Regions from separate parts of the Mus musculus genome. Here region 1 is linked to region 2. The links are chromatin contacts, called in public HiChIP or PLAC-seq maps. All regions are on one chromosome and are shown on one strand. The core of a region is the stretch at or near the end of the contact, and the rest is flanking DNA. Distances in the headings are between cores, read along the strand shown. Region 1 overlaps Ccm2 (cerebral cavernous malformation 2). Region 2 holds the start of Snhg15 (small nucleolar RNA host gene 15).

The links. HiChIP or PLAC-seq counts read pairs in DNA pulled down with a chosen protein or histone mark.
Region 1: a contact with region 2 is called in an H3K4me3 HiChIP or PLAC-seq map of the 230-238 cell line, with 42 read pairs. The contact joins the enhancer-like site here to the promoter of Snhg15 in region 2. A contact is called at or near these places in 7 of 39 promoter capture datasets (the C10 cell line, cranial neural crest, hematopoietic stem and progenitor cells and 3 more), 2 of 15 datasets of contacts at CTCF or cohesin (large pre-B cells and pro-B cells), 10 of 484 Hi-C or Micro-C datasets (the 63-12 cell line, B cells, CD8 T cells and 4 more), 7 of 115 datasets of contacts at active chromatin or transcription factors (the 230-238 cell line, the SCID.adh cell line and embryonic stem cells) and 3 of 9 other capture datasets (adipose tissue, liver and pancreatic islet).

Annotation. Positions count from the first base shown.
Region 1 is chr11:6,584,445-6,588,760 of GRCm38.p6, reverse strand. Ccm2 (cerebral cavernous malformation 2) reads right to left here. Exons shown (of 10, transcript NM_146014.3): 3 at 4,158-4,241; 4 at 3,544-3,727. Among named protein-coding and RNA genes, the nearest start is that of Nacad, 19 kb to the left of the region's middle. Within about 2 kb of position 1,895, at least 103 of the 459 cell types and tissues checked have an H3K27ac peak or open chromatin away from gene starts, as enhancers often do. A contact at or near this core is called in the 230-238 cell line, the 63-12 cell line, B cells and 5 more, where this site is marked.
Region 2 is chr11:6,526,148-6,530,445 of GRCm38.p6, reverse strand. Snhg15 (small nucleolar RNA host gene 15) reads left to right here and starts at 1,686. Exons shown (of 4, transcript NR_045893.1): 1 at 1,686-1,898; 2 at 2,072-2,140; 3 at 4,009-4,091. It overlaps LOC115487884 (a small nucleolar RNA gene), which reads left to right and starts at 2,281; the gene lies at 2,281-2,413.

The DNA.
Region 1 (4,316 bases), core at 646-3,145, 58 kb before region 2:
CGCAAGGAGTTGTCCAGGGAGCGGCACTCTGAAACCAGCTTGGGAAGGGTGCTGGGACTATATGCTAAGCTTAGAGGTGGCCCTGTTGTCACCCTCCTCAGGAGTGTGCAGAAGGCAAAACTGGAGAAACATAAGGCTTTAGCCACAGCCCTGGGAACACAAGCAGAGACAGGCTTAGGCCAGATGGAGGTGGGAGTACAGACTATGGCTGTGAGCTACTAGTGAGATCCTGGGACAGCCGTGTCCTGACGACAGCCACTGACCGCAGAGCTTCTGAGTGTAAGCACCATGTAGCACAGGCAAATCACACCCGTGCTTCACTGCTTTCCAGCCAACAACGAGCTCAGTCAGCTTCATAGCAGTCACGTGCTCTCATAGCAACTATTAGACACAGGAGGCAAAGCAGAGACACTGTTAAAGCCAGCATGGCGGAGCATGCCTGCAATGCCAGAAGCAGAAGAGTCAGAGTGAGTTCAAGGCCTGCCTGGGCCTGCCAGTGAGCTTAAGACCAGCCTTCAGCAAACACTATCTCAAAAAAAAAAAAAAAAAAAAAAAAAAAAAGCCAAAATGGGCAGTGGTGGTACACACCTTTAATCCCAGCACTTGGGAGGCAGAGGCAGGTGGATTTCTGAGTTCGAGGCCAGCCTGGTCTACAAAGTGAATTCCAGGACAGCCAGAGAAACCCTGTCTCGAAAAACAAAAACCAAAACAAACAAAACAAACAAACAAACAAAAAATAGAAGGCTAGGGATGTAGTTCAGCTGGTATATGTATACCCCCCACCCCCACATACAGAGAGAGACTATGAATGTATTATTATAAGTCATTTCACTTGTTTTTATTTTTGTTAACATTTTAAATTAGCTTCTTGGCCCTCAGTGGGCAGCTGTGAAGTGTGGGTACCAGCCAGGTACCATCTGTGAGAGGATGTCACTTCTACCCTCTGGGCAGCAGGCCGAGACAGCCACACAGGCTCAGACCTGCCTGCCACCTGCCTCTCCTCCATCTCTGGCAGATAAGCAGGTTCCCTGCTTCAGCCTCTCTCCAGGTGAATGGACCTGAGCTGTCCACACTTGACTGCCTCAAACACTAGAACCCTCTGGACAGAAGAGATACACAGGTGCCTGCCTCATGCAAGGAGGTGCCCAGCGAGCGTTACCAATGCATCTGCCTGGCTCTGGGTGAGGAAACTACAAGCCAAAACCCAAACCAGCCCTTGTGCCCAGAAGCCCGGATCAGGGTGGATACACACACACTCCTGCCACAGCGAGGCCGCCCTGGGACAGAGATGCATTCTCTGCTGCTGAGAGGAGCAGACTCTCTGCACTGTGTCTCATGGTTTTGGAATGTTCCTTATATGGAGGGAAATTTCTATTTTCTCTTCCTTAACAATTTATTGTACTGATTCAAGCAGAGAAACATCCCTGCAGCATGAGAACTATAGGGAACGCTTCTCCATATCAGCTTAAAATACCCACAGGAACCTGATCAGGAGCCAGGCTCCTCCCTCTCTTCTCTGAGAGTCAAGAGCCAGAGGCTCACCTTGGTGATGCTGGACAGGGGTCTGAAGCAGGAAGGAACCAGTTCAAGACCACCTACCTTCACCCACTTGTGAGCGGAGACTCATGGACGCCTCTTAGGTATATTATAGTTGCTAACTGAGGTAGTTCATGTCAGATACTTTGTACTAGTTTGAGTCATGTTAAACTGACATTTTTACAGATTAAAATAGTGACAATTTCGTACTGCTTAACCTAATTCAATGCCTAGCATCAAACAGACAGACTCACTCAACCCTGAGAAAAAAAACAAAACACTCTGACTTGGATGCTAAGTAAGTGACAAAGACTTGGCCTCCAGGTGGTGCTACCAGGAAGTGAGAAAAAAATTAGGAAGTGCTTTGGTCACAGGGGCATGCTATCAAAAGAAACCATGGGGCCCAACCCTGTTCCTATTTTTGGGCTTTCTGGCTGTGAAGCAAGCAGCTATGCTCTGCCATACAATTCCTACCTGCACCGAGCCTAGAAGCAACGGTCTCTTGGTCTGGAACCTCATTAGCCAAGAGCCAAACAAGCCTTTTCCACTTTTAAAAAGCTCACTTGTGTAATTCCATTACTCAGAAAGCTGAGGCAGAACTGTTGTAAGTTCAAGGCTACCCTGGACCTCAGAGTGAATTCCAGGTCAGATAAGATTAGAGTGAGATCTTAACTAAAAATAAGCCTTTGTAAGTTAAATAATTCAAGAGGAGCTTGTTCAGATGAACTTGGTAATCAAACTATCTTCTGTGTGAGGGCAAGTATCTACCACATGCATCTACATATGTGTGTAGATGTGACTGGGCTGGGCAGGCAAGTGTGTTCCAGTCTATGGGAGTGTGATATATGCAACTGTGTGTATATAGTATGTGTGATATGGGACGTGTGAGTTGTATAAGAGAAAATATGGTATGTAAGTATGCTGGGCAGGGAATGAGCCATTCTACATAGACAAGGCAGAGCAGCTAAAATCACTTCACAACCCCAGCTGCCTGGAGCTGACCATAGCACTTGAACTAGCATCATAAGACACTCTTCCCATACCGTGAAAAAGCCTAGACCATCTGACCCTTGTGCCTTGTCACCAGCCCTCTGGAGCTGGCTTTGGGATCATCCTCACTCGGAGTGACCCAGCAAGCCTAGGCCAGTGTGCCTGTGCTGACACAGGTAGGGCAGGTTCTCCCCTCATTTCTCATTGCCGTAGATGTTAGGGTGGACACTAACATGAAGGAAGGCGGGCCCTGTGAGCACTGGGGGAGGAGCACCCGGGGGAGGAGCACAGCAAGTGGAAGGAGCACCCTGCTGTCTGAACAAGGAGGCAGCACGGGGCCGGGGGAACTGGCTTTGCTGTCCCAGCTTTGGGAACACTGGGGCTCAAATGTAGACTGGAGACTAGATGTGGCTGGGCAACCTTAACGCTAGTATCCAGGAGGCAGAGGCAGGGAGACCTCTGCGAGTTCTAAGACAGCCAGGGCTATGTAGAGACCCTGTCTCATTAAAAACAAACAAACAAAACAACAACAAAACAACAAAACAAATGTTGGTTGGGCTCAGAGGAAGTCCCTGTTACAGCTTTCGGTCACCACCCTTCTTTCTGGGGATCACCTATATCTAAGCAGTGGAGGCAACATCAATTATGGGGAGCAGGGACTGAGAAGTCACCAGGAGGAAGGTGGTTTTTGAGACAGGGTCTCACTATGTAGCTCTGGCTGTCCTGGAACTCACTTTAGAGACCAGGCCTCAAACTCACAGAGATCCACCTGCCTCTGAGCACACCTGGCCCAAGAAAAACCTTATTTAAACACTGACCCTGAATACTGTATTCCTCAAGTCTCCAAAGGCCCTGAGTGTGACAGGGACCCTGGGACAGAGCTCATGGCAGGAAATCTAATTTATAGCCGTAGCAGGTGGCAGTGCGTAGCCTGGAGCTGCAGAAACCATCACAATGGCAGGAAACCAGGGATTCTCCTTTGGACGTGGACCTCCAGACCAGCCAGCCAATCCATACCTGTCTTCAGGACCACCAGGTGTGCAGCATCATCTCGGACATAGGAGACAGCAGCGATATCATGGATGGGCACCCTGAGGATAATGTCCTCCCCGTCCCTCCAGGCCAACTTGACATTGTAGGCAGACAGACTGAGCACAGCATCGTGCTCCTGAGTCAGGTGCCCAGGAAGCTGGTGGGACCGCTGCAAAGAATCACAAGCATCAGAAACGCTGGACCACTGTGTCCAGCTCTCCTCTGGGAGCACTGTGCTGGCTACAGTCCTCGGTTAAAAGCCAAGGAGAGGCGAAAAAAGTAGCACTCGCCCCGAGAATGTCAACATGTTTGAATCATGTGAGGGATTCTTCTGGAACTACCTTTTTTTGATCAGTATCTGGAAATTTAGAATATCTTAAAACTGAGTTTGGGGAGGAGCCCAAAACCAAGTCTAGAGATTAAAGGTCCCAACTAAGAAACCATCTTTGTCTGAAGACTTTGTATAGCCAAGAACACCCACAAAGTGACAGAGCTGAGCCGTCCCTCTCAGGCTGAGGTCACAGGTGAGGGGACCAGGGGCTGATGCAGGCTAAGTAGAAAAGCATATTGGGGGAGCGGGGGATGGGACAGGCTTTTACCTTTGCCTTGTCTATGAAATGCAGGATTTCCGTCCTACTGGAAGGGTTCAGGTAGCCGGGAATGGATGTTAACTGACCTAAATACTGCAAGAGAGGGAGGAAAGAGTACTACTGTGAGAACAGCCAGGACTACTGTCGCTGCAGAGTGCCCCCAGCCAT
Region 2 (4,298 bases), core at 437-2,936:
ACACTGTAGCTGTCTTCAGACACTCCAGAAGAAGGAGTCAGATCTCATTATGGGTGGTTGTGAGCCACCATGTGGTTGCTGGGATTTGAACTTCGAACCTTCGGAAGAGCAGTCGGGTGCTCTTACCCGCTGAGCCATCTCACCAGCCCCTAATTTTTTTAATTATAGTTATTTAATGCGTGCACATGCACGGAGTTCAAAGAACAACTTGTGGGACTTGCTCCTCTCCTACCACAAGTGTGCCAGGGGTCAAACTCAGGTCATCAGGCTCTGTGTCAAGTGCCTTTCTTTACCCAGTGAGCCATCGTGTTGGCCCCAAACAGGCAGGTTTTGCAATTTGGAGTCAAGGAACAAACTCTTGTCATTAAAGCATTGAAAGTTGGAGCCTCAAGTCCTCTGACAACTACATTCAGAAAAGATGACTCCCAGCTGGGCCTGGTGAGCCCGGATTGTAATCCCAGCTACTTGAATGTGCAGATCCCTGGAACTGCAGTTAAGGATAGTTGTCATCACCATGTGGACGCTGGGAATTGAATCTGGGCTCTGTGTAAGAGTGGCAAGTGCTTTTAACTACTGAGCCATCTCTACAGCACCAATTATAAACTCTTTGTAATTTTTATTGTTACATTTGTGTGTGTTTGTATGTGTGACACGTAAGCATGCACATACACACAGCCTACAAGTGGAGTGGGCAAACAATTTGATGAAGTCCCCTTTCCTTCCACCTTATAGTTTCTGAGATTCAAATTTAGGCTTAGTGGCAAGAGCCTTTCGCTGCCGATCTACCTTCCTGGGCCAAAAATAAAGTCTTAGCTCCTTTTCAGTTATGAGCCTGTGGTTTGTGTCACTAGAAATTTAATGAGAACTAAGCCACCCAACCTCTAAAAAGAGGGGGGAATAAAAGAGAGAAAGAAAAATTCAAGAAAGGGCTGAGGATGTGACAGTAGAGCATTTGCAAGCTCAAGGCCCTGGGCTTGGGAATGGTTCTCCGGTGACTTCTGATCTGAGTGTGGCCATAAGCTTTGTTAACTATTACAAAGACTCGTGCTTCTTGTGGTGCTTGTTTCTGCAGCAAATTCGTGAAGAAGTCCATGTTGGAAGGTGAAGAAAGGGCAGACATATGTTTTTAAAAGAAAGGAAAAGATGGGCAGTGGTGTCCCACGCCTTTAATCTTAACACTGTGGAGGCAGAAGCAGGTGGATCTGAGTTCGAGGCCAGCCTGTTCTACAGAGTTCCTGGACAGCCAGGCCTTCACTGAGAAACTTGTCTCGAAAAACAAAACAAACAAAAAATAAAGAAAATAAAAATGCTGACCGAGGTTTTCTTTCCTGCCCCCTCTCACTTTCTGGTCCATTCACATCACTTTGTTGTTGGTTGTTGTTGTGTTGGTCCATCCCAGGGCCCAGCGTCCACGTGTTTCTCAGCCAGGGCTACCTCCGGTTCCAGGCCCCAGCTTTGGCACCCGGATTACTAAAAGGATAGGATGCAGAAGGCAATCCCTGAGTCTGAGGTCCGCATTCGATCAACCGCCACTACCAGGACCGGCCAGCTGGGGGAGCGGGTTAAACCCGCGCTCGAGGCCACGCCCCAGGGGCGCTGACGTCAGTGTCTTGGAGCCCGCGCACGCGGCTTTGGGCGGGGCTGCGTGGTGACGTTACGCGTGCGCGGCTCGCTGCTGTGACCGTAACTTTAAGCACACGTGAGCGTCCTCAGCTGGCAGCCATGGCTGGCGGGTCCTTCCTAGCATGTGCTGCGGCCCTCACCTTATCTTCCGTCATCAGGGCACAGGCGCCGTGCAGGGCTATTCCGAGTCCAGGTAGAGATGGCTGAGCTCGGTGGCAGGAGATCAGCCTGCGGTGGAGCAGGGACGTTTGCCCTGGGGAGACACGTGCCACCGGGTGAGTTAGGCCTGTTTCTGGGGGATTCCTTTCCAACCCCAGCTAGTTCCGCCCAAGCAAGCAGAGTCTTCCCTCAAGAGATTTTTTTTTCCTTTTACGAGAGAACGTTCGGAGGGGCTAGAACTGGGTGATACGCACTGGCTGCGCTGAATCTGTCTTTTCTCCCCTCCTAGGTGGACATCGAGGCCCTGTGGGTGGCCCTACAGCGTGGAAGGGATGACCGAGCTTTGGGACATGTCCTGGTAAGTCAGTTGTGGAAGCTCGGTGGCCGGTGAAGCCAAACTCCGTATCTTGAATTCATTTTCAGGACTAATTCTCTCCCCTAGACTTCTGGGGACTGGGAGACTGCAGTATGGGTCGTGCAGGATTGGAGTGATATACTTAGCAAGCCTCCAGCGTGCTTGGGTCTGCAGTGACCCTGTGCATTCCTACAGTGCTTGCCAGAACAATTTTGAAGTGGTTTGAGGCCTTGCCCTGCCCTCTCCAGAGCAAGGTTATAGAAATTTCAGACAATATGGCAGACACCTGCCACGTGGATAAATTACAAGCCGGTAAGATTTGCAATGCTGCACTTTGGGTTTTTTGTTTTGTTTAACTGTGTGGGATAGTTCTGCACATGGTGCAGAGGCAAATAAGTCATTTCTTGTTGGTTTTGTTTTGAGGCAAGGTTTCTCTGTAGTTCTTGCTGTCCTGGAACTCAAAACAGATCCACTCACCTCTGCCTCCTGAGTGCTGGGATTAAAGGTGTGTAAGGCTACACCCAGCTGAATATTTTTCTGTGCTCCAGAGTTAGTACAAAGTAGTAAATCCTTAAAACAGTTACAAAATACAGCAGGAGTACCAGAGTTGGGTCTCCGGTGTTGAAGTAAAACCCCAGGTGTGGTGACACGTGGTTTTGGTTCCATTTGGGCTCTAGGCCTTATTTTTCTTTTTTTTTTTTTCTTTTCTCGAGACAAGGTTTCTCTGTGTAGCCCTGGCTGTCCTGGAACTCACTTTGTAGACCAGGCTGGCCTGGAACTCAGAAATCCATCTGCCTCTACCTCCCGAGTGCTGGGATTAAAGACGTGTGCCACCACACCGGGCCTTAGGCCTGGTTCTTAAAAGGCAGAGAGCCTGCAGATGGTAGAAATCTGGCTGCTGTGCCAATACCTAAGGAAAGCCTCCCGGCAAAAGGAAGGAATCCCAGGTACTGGGATTAAGGGTGTGTGTTACCACACCAGGCCCTCATTTCAAATCTTTATGTTGAAAGGGAATAAAACTGTAATTCATGTAATGTATGTTAAATAGCCCAAAGAGTTGTTTCTGAGCTTTGAAACCTGGGGCTGAGAACATAGCAGAACAGACCAGGACATGCCCGGGCAAGCCCATCGCCTCCCTAGCTCCCACCCCTCTGACCTAAGTTAAATGTTACAGGCTGCTGATGTGAAACCGCGCCAATTCCTCCCCCAGCCCCACTCCTTTTCTATAAAAACCCCTAGCTTCCAAGCCTCGTGGTCGAATCCACTGTCTCCTGTTATGTGAGATACGTTTCGACCCGGAGCTCCGCCATTAAAAAAACCTCTTGTTGTTACATCAAGGTGTTGTGTTCTATTCGTGATTCTTGGGTGCACGCCGAATCGGGAGCTGAGTGGGGGTTTCCCCACTGAGTTCTTTCAATGTCACATATGTGAGTGCACTGTCACTGACTTCAGACACACCAGAAGAGGGCATCAGATCCCATTACAGATGGTTCTGAGCCACCACGTGGTTGCTGAGTTCAGGACTTCTAGAAGAGCAGTCAGTGATAACTGCTGAGCTATCTATCTCCAGCCCCTTAACTCAAACCTTTAATTGTACTTCTTTTGTGTGCGTGTCCATGGGTAGGTATGGGCCAATGGATGGCATAGAACATCAAGGTCAGAGAACAGCTTGCAGGAATTGGTTTTCTCCTTTGATAGCAGGCATCTCTAGTCCTACAGCCTGTGTTCTTTTCTGGAGTGCCAGTCATGACTGAGTTGTGTTGAAGGGAAATGTCCTGTTCTTGGTATGGAAGCTGTGGGGTAAATGGTACGTGGACAGTTGCCAGCTTAGTGTTAATGCATTTGGCTCACTGACTCTTCCTTCGGTCTAGGAAACCTAAGGTGCTGGAGCTAGAAGAGACTTGATAGCACTTCAGAGACCATCAGGCTGTTTCGTGGAACTTCCACCAAAGAGGTGAGGATGCAAGAAGACACTCAGGTCACATCAGGAATTAGGCTGGCCTCAAAGTTGCTATGCAGCCAGTGATGGCTTTGAACTCCTTAACTCATGTTTCTACCTCCCTAGAGTTTGAATTACCAGCCTGTGCCAGGAAGCTCGGGCTCTACTTCTGTCTGACTTAGTAGTTGTCCATGACTCAGTCATCTGGTTAAAGTGTATTTA